2 separate regions of the Mus musculus genome follow, and region 2 is linked to region 1. Evidence: chromatin contacts called from public promoter capture Hi-C data. All regions are on one chromosome and are shown on one strand. The core of a region is the stretch at or near the end of the contact, and the rest is flanking DNA. Distances in the headings are between cores, read along the strand shown.

Region 1 (2,823 bases), core at 151-2,650:
CTCACTAGTACATTGAGGAATCTTAAAATGCCTCAGACCACTTAGCCATTCAGGGGAACCAGGTTGCCTGACTTCCAAATTTACTAGGAAGAATGGGTTGTTTTCTGAAACACCTTCGAAAGCATCATGGCATAAACATGTCACCTCTGCGTGCCCTTCCAGATTTAACTGTGACGTGTCACTAACTGATACTTGGTACATAACTACTTTGTCTCCAGTGCAAGCCACACCCCGCAGGTCCGCTGCTCAGTTCTGGTTTCTCCGGCTTGTGAAAATCACGCAACTCTCTCAGGAGTGTATGCCCCGAGATCCCCTCTAGCTTCAAGAGGGGCTGGGATACAGGTGAAGAAGGGCTTAGATGTTCTGGGGCTCAGGTTTTATTGGGATACTAGACAAACCAATCCCCTGGCCCTAAATTCACTTAGATTAGGTCACTGGGGACTCTGGAGTCAGCTGAGGGCCTTGAATGACTTAAGAACTGTCTCCTGCACTCAGGCTTCTTCTGGGGAGATGTAGTCTCCTGTGGAAGCTGTTTACAATGATCAATCCTACTCAGTTCACAACAGCTCAGGGCCTAACTGCTTCATGATGCTTTAGGTTTTCAGCAAGGGGGTCGTGGGACTTTGAGTGCTCAAGTTTACATTAGTTTTGACATTTTAAATGCGCGTGGGACACAGTGAGAGCTGACAGCCAATTTGCCAGGCAACCTGGCTTCCCAGACTACACAGCTAGCTGATGCATCTCTGGACCCTGTGCCATCATCCTTGGGCCTCTTCTCACACAGTGCTGTCTAATTTCTACCTGTTGTTCACTTGCATACATTGGGGTCTTCTCGGTAGGAAACTTGATGTCTAATCTGTTTTGCTAAACTATGCTTCTTGGGGGATAGGGGAACTTGGATGAAGCTTTTTCAAGTAAGATGCCTCTCTCCTGCATCATGTATCTGTGCTGGTGTGAACTGTCAGTTTCTTAGATACAGGAGACTAAAACAAGCCATTTCTTACAGTAGCGTGCTTCCTGTAGAAGGAGGTGTCTGGGATGGGTTCCCATGGGTAACATTCTGTGCACTTGGCATTGTCTTCCTTACCTAGCGCCTATCCTGCTTTTACAGATAGGCCCAGCGGAGTAGACCTTTGCAAGACCAAGCAGGGCATTCTCTCTGAGCAACTCTGTGTATTGACAGACAGAAAAAAATCAGCCAACAACCGGAGCCCTCTGCTTAGTGTTGGAAACAGGGTCCTCTGGAAGCAAGCTGTGGTCAGCTGAAGCCACCATGGAAATACAAGGTCATCAAATGTCCCTTTCTCTTCTGTGGAGCCTTTCCCTCCTCTGTCTGCTGCTTTCATGGAGTTAATTAACAGTGTATTCAGGCAAGACTTTAACAGCCGATGACTGAGAAGGTTTACAGCCTCAAATCACAATGAGGTGATTTTGTGAAGCTCTTTGGAAAGGAGACACAGACAGACAGTAATAAAGGTGTCTGGGTTGAGCCTCCTGAAAAGCATGCTGATTTTTTTTCTTTTTTTTTTTTAAAGCTGAGATGCTGGTAGACATTTTGGCTTGCTGTTAAGACAAACAAACAAACAATTGTTTGGCTGTTTTACAGACTCAGGATCTTGCCTTTGAATTAAACAAACAAGCCTTGTGTTATCTCCCAGACAAACTTCCACATTATTATTTAATGTATATTGCCCTCTAGCAGATTGGCTTGATATTGCAAGCATTGTATTCAAAGATAGTGTTTCCTTGCCAGGGCCTGGGCAAGTTTATGGGCAAGTTTACTGAAAGGCTAGACTGTCTCGCTAGCTATCACAGCTTAGATGTAGGATTGCCCAAAGGCTTGTGTACTGGAAGATGTAGGTCCTCAGGTGGTACCTTTGGGAGGGGGTGAACGTTTAAGGAGTGGGGTCTAAGAGGAGGTCTTTAGGTCACTGGAATGTAGCCTTGAATGGGGTAGTAGGATCCTGACCCCTCCTTACTCTCGTTTGCTCCATCATGAGCTCCTCCCACAATGGACTACCCCCATGGCCTAAAGCAACAGGACCAAGAGATCATAGGCTTGAACTTTCCAAGCAGAGCCACAATGCCCCTCTTCTCTATCAGTGGTTATCAGGTATTTGCTCTATTGACAGAGAGCTGAAGAGCATCCCAACCGAAGAGAAACACTGTTTAAGAGACAGGACCTTTTCATTTGGAGCAACTTTTCTAGAACAAGACGCAATGACATATATATATATATCCTGGTTTGACAGCTTTTGCTCTGAACACAAAGCACTGGACCATGATGTCTGCAGAGACCCGAACAGAAATAAAAGGTGAGAACAGGCTCACCGAGAGCTTGGACATCAAATACAGCTAGCTACAATACCCACACTGGCATTCGGTCTGCATAGCATGGGGGAGAAGGCAGTCAAAGGCAAGAAGCTTGCGCGTCAGTTAGGACCCTGAGCACATTCGATGCTTGACTCCACTGGGAGTGAGTGTTAAGGATTTGCTTACAGATCACTAGGTTGTGACTGAATACTTGTGCGAACCACACCTCCCTCATTTCCACCCCTTGCCTCTTTCTATCCAAACAGAATTTCCAAGCCAAGTAGATATTTTATGTGGCTGTACTGGCTGGTTTTGTGTGTCAACTTGACACAGGCTGGAGTTATCACAGAGAAAGGAGTTTCAGTTGAGGAAATGTCTCCATGAGATCCAGTTGTGGGCATTTTCTCATTTAGTGATCAAGGGTGGGGGGGCATTGTGGGTGGTGCCATCCCTGGGCTGGCAGTCTTGAGTTCTATAAGAAAGCAAGCTGAGTAAGCCAGGGGAAGCAAG
Region 2 (2,700 bases), core at 46-2,545, 280 kb before region 1:
ATCCTTAGCTGGGCCAAAATGCTTGTGACCTTTGTGTTAAGTCTGTCAGGATTTGTCTCTCACCCCTAAACCTGAACAATGCATCTCAGAAAATCACCTTACAGTTTCAGTTACAGACAGGAGGTTCTTAAAGAGAAATATGTAAACCAGTTCTATGCTTAATTTTTAAACTATGTTTAATCTTTTAACTGGCTGTAAATGATATCCTTTTGGAAACCCACAGGAATATATATATATATCCATCCCTTGGGGAAACCTCTCCTTTTTCTCTCTTTTCACTCATTGTGTTTCTCTCTTTTCTGCTTGCTCGCTCTCTCTCTCTCTCTCTCTCTCTCTCCACACACACATACACACACACACACATATACAAACACACCACACACCCAGACTTATAGATACACTCATACATACACACACATAGACACACACAGACACAGACAAACATACACACACACACACACACACACACACACACACACACACACACACACACACACATCTAACATCTAATTCCTACTTAATAAACACGCTGACTTCATTATACTCTGGCTCATTCTGAAATTCTTTCCTGCATGTTTAAGAACCAGCCTCATTGAGTGGAGGCCCTTGAGGGGATCACCTCTGGCTTTAGACTGAATTTTCCCAATACTCCCGAGAGATATGGGTCACACACTGAGAAACACGAATTGGGGGGGGGGGGGGAAGGAATGGGGACAGCATTTTTTTTTCTCAGTTTTAAAAAATTTTTTATTCTAGTTCCTGGTTCCTACAGCAATACTGTCTCCCTTGCGGATCTCGCTCTTGTCAAGACTGTTTCTCAGAAGTGCATGCTGTGTATATAGCTGTAATGGTGAATATTGACTGTCCAGGATCTAGAATCACCTAGGAGACGTGCTGGTGAAGGGTTAATCCAGACTAGATTAGCCTCTGGGTATGCTTGTGAGGGATTAGTTTATTAGGTTAATTGAAGTAGGAATATCCACCTTAGCTGTGGGTAGTACCACTCCTTAGGCTTGGTTCTTGGATGGAAATTTAAAAGTGTACTTTATCTTTCTCCAGTCTGAAGATCTTATCAATGAAGGACCATAAGAAAAATAATCAAATTAACACAAGTTTCCTGTTGGTGTGAAGAGACTCCAAAAATTAAAACAAAAACCCAACTTTCTACTCCCCCAAGAAAACCCCAATGGCAGAAAGAGATGACCGGAAGATGCTTTAAATAACGAAGATCGAAGATCAGGGAATACCAGCTTTCTGAGTCACAGCCTCTCCCTGGAGAGGTGAAAAAACCCTGTAGGCTCTGACTCCGTTCTGCAGCACAGAGCTCAGGAGCGCCCCTTGCCAGAAGAGCATCAGGACCATAGCTCTTGCCGGCATTTACAACTGCTGCTTGTTGGGAGAGCCCTGATTCTCAGGTCTGTGTCTGCACCCCAGCACCAGAGGGAGGCCAACACATTTCAGTCAGACGGAAAGAGGAAAGACAGAGGAAGCCAAGGAGACAACAGAGGCAAGGTCCTCCCTCCTATGACGGAACTGGTGGCATTTCCTAATGCTGCTGCTATACTAAAATACCAGAGGCTGGGTATTTTATAAAGGAGAAGGAGTTTACTTAGCTCTGGAGGCTGAAAGCATAGATCACATAAGTCCTTAGGAATGGTGGGAATTGATATGTGGACAAGATCACATATAGAAGCTAGAGAAATTTAAAGACCAGAGAGTATTCTTTTGGAAAGAACTTAATCTTGTGGGAAATGATTAAGGTCCCAGGAGATCTTTTGTCCCTAAGCCTGGGTCCTAATGACCTTCAGCTAAGGCTCCAACTTTTAAAGTTCCCACTGCCACCCAACATGGCCAAGTGGAATGTCTAGCACACAAACTAAGCTCTAGGGGACAGAATTGAGTCATAGTCAACTCAAAGCAATGAGAGGCTAAGCAAGTGGTGGTACAGTGGGGCCAGGGAGAACTGCTGAGTTCATCTCCTTCCTCCAGGGGTTCCACAGAGGCTCAGTACTTCCTGGTCTTGGTCAGTATCAACTCTCTGGCCTCTAAGTCAGCATGGCAAACACAATTTACTCTCTTAATAACTGTTGGACACAGATCCATCCATCCTGATGTTGCCACAACTCTTTGATCTCGAAGTGGAACATGCCTGACCTCAACTTCTGTCAGTATGCTGGGGACTCCAAATTCTAACCTACCTGTCACTCTGAGTCCCCACCCTCTTCCAATCATCTCCCTGTACTCATAGCTCACTACATTTAAAGGGCCCTCAGGGAATAACTCACCTCTACCCTCTCTGGATAAATTACTCTCCAAAAAGTCTTACATCCCACCCTCAGGGAGCTTGCCTACTCAAGACCCACAATCACAATCTCTGAGCGTCACCTGTATTGGCCACCTTGTCAGGTCAAGGATCCCAAGCTGGGTAAATTATACGGATGCTTACTTAGCTCGCGGTCCTGAGACAGTGCATCAGCAAGCATCTATGCAGCCTCTGGTGAGGTGCTTCCTATTGGATTGTGATATATGTGCAGGGCATCACGTGGCCAGACAGAGAACTTTGCTAACTTCAGGCTTTCTCCTATGAAACCACTCTCATCCTCACGGAAGCCCCACTCTGATGGCCTCATCTAGTCTTAATTACTGCCAAAGCTGCCATCTCCCAGGGCCTCTAGCAGATGACTTTGGAGATGCAGTTTG

What was found. Promoter capture Hi-C pulls out the DNA fragments that hold promoters and counts their contacts.
Region 2: a promoter capture Hi-C map of trophoblast stem cells shows a contact between it and region 1, with 2.5 times the contacts expected there. The contact joins two enhancer-like sites. A contact is called at or near these places in 9 of 39 promoter capture datasets (the 3T3-L1 cell line, the C10 cell line, the HPC-7 cell line and 7 more), 7 of 484 Hi-C or Micro-C datasets (the C10 cell line, ECoMG-derived neutrophils, the G1E-ER4 cell line and 4 more), 5 of 115 datasets of contacts at active chromatin or transcription factors (bone marrow-derived macrophages, cardiomyocytes, embryonic stem cells and 2 more) and 1 of 9 other capture datasets (adipose tissue).

Annotation. Positions count from the first base shown.
Region 1 is chr13:42,834,563-42,837,385 of GRCm38.p6, reverse strand. The region is part of intron 3 of Phactr1 (phosphatase and actin regulator 1); the gene reads right to left. Among named protein-coding and RNA genes, the nearest start is that of Phactr1, 160 kb to the right of the region's middle. Within about 2 kb of position 1,400, at least 17 of the 459 cell types and tissues checked have an H3K27ac peak or open chromatin away from gene starts, as enhancers often do. A contact at or near this core is called in trophoblast stem cells, where this site is marked.
Region 2 is chr13:43,118,211-43,120,910 of GRCm38.p6, reverse strand. The region is part of intron 9 of Phactr1 (phosphatase and actin regulator 1); the gene reads right to left. It overlaps Gm15813 (a long non-coding RNA gene), which reads left to right. Exons shown (of 2, transcript XR_873303.3): 2 at 1,060-2,700. Among named protein-coding and RNA genes, the nearest start is that of Gm15813, 3.1 kb to the left of the region's middle. Within about 2 kb of position 1,295, at least 3 of the 459 cell types and tissues checked have an H3K27ac peak or open chromatin away from gene starts, as enhancers often do. A contact at or near this core is called in trophoblast stem cells, where this site is marked.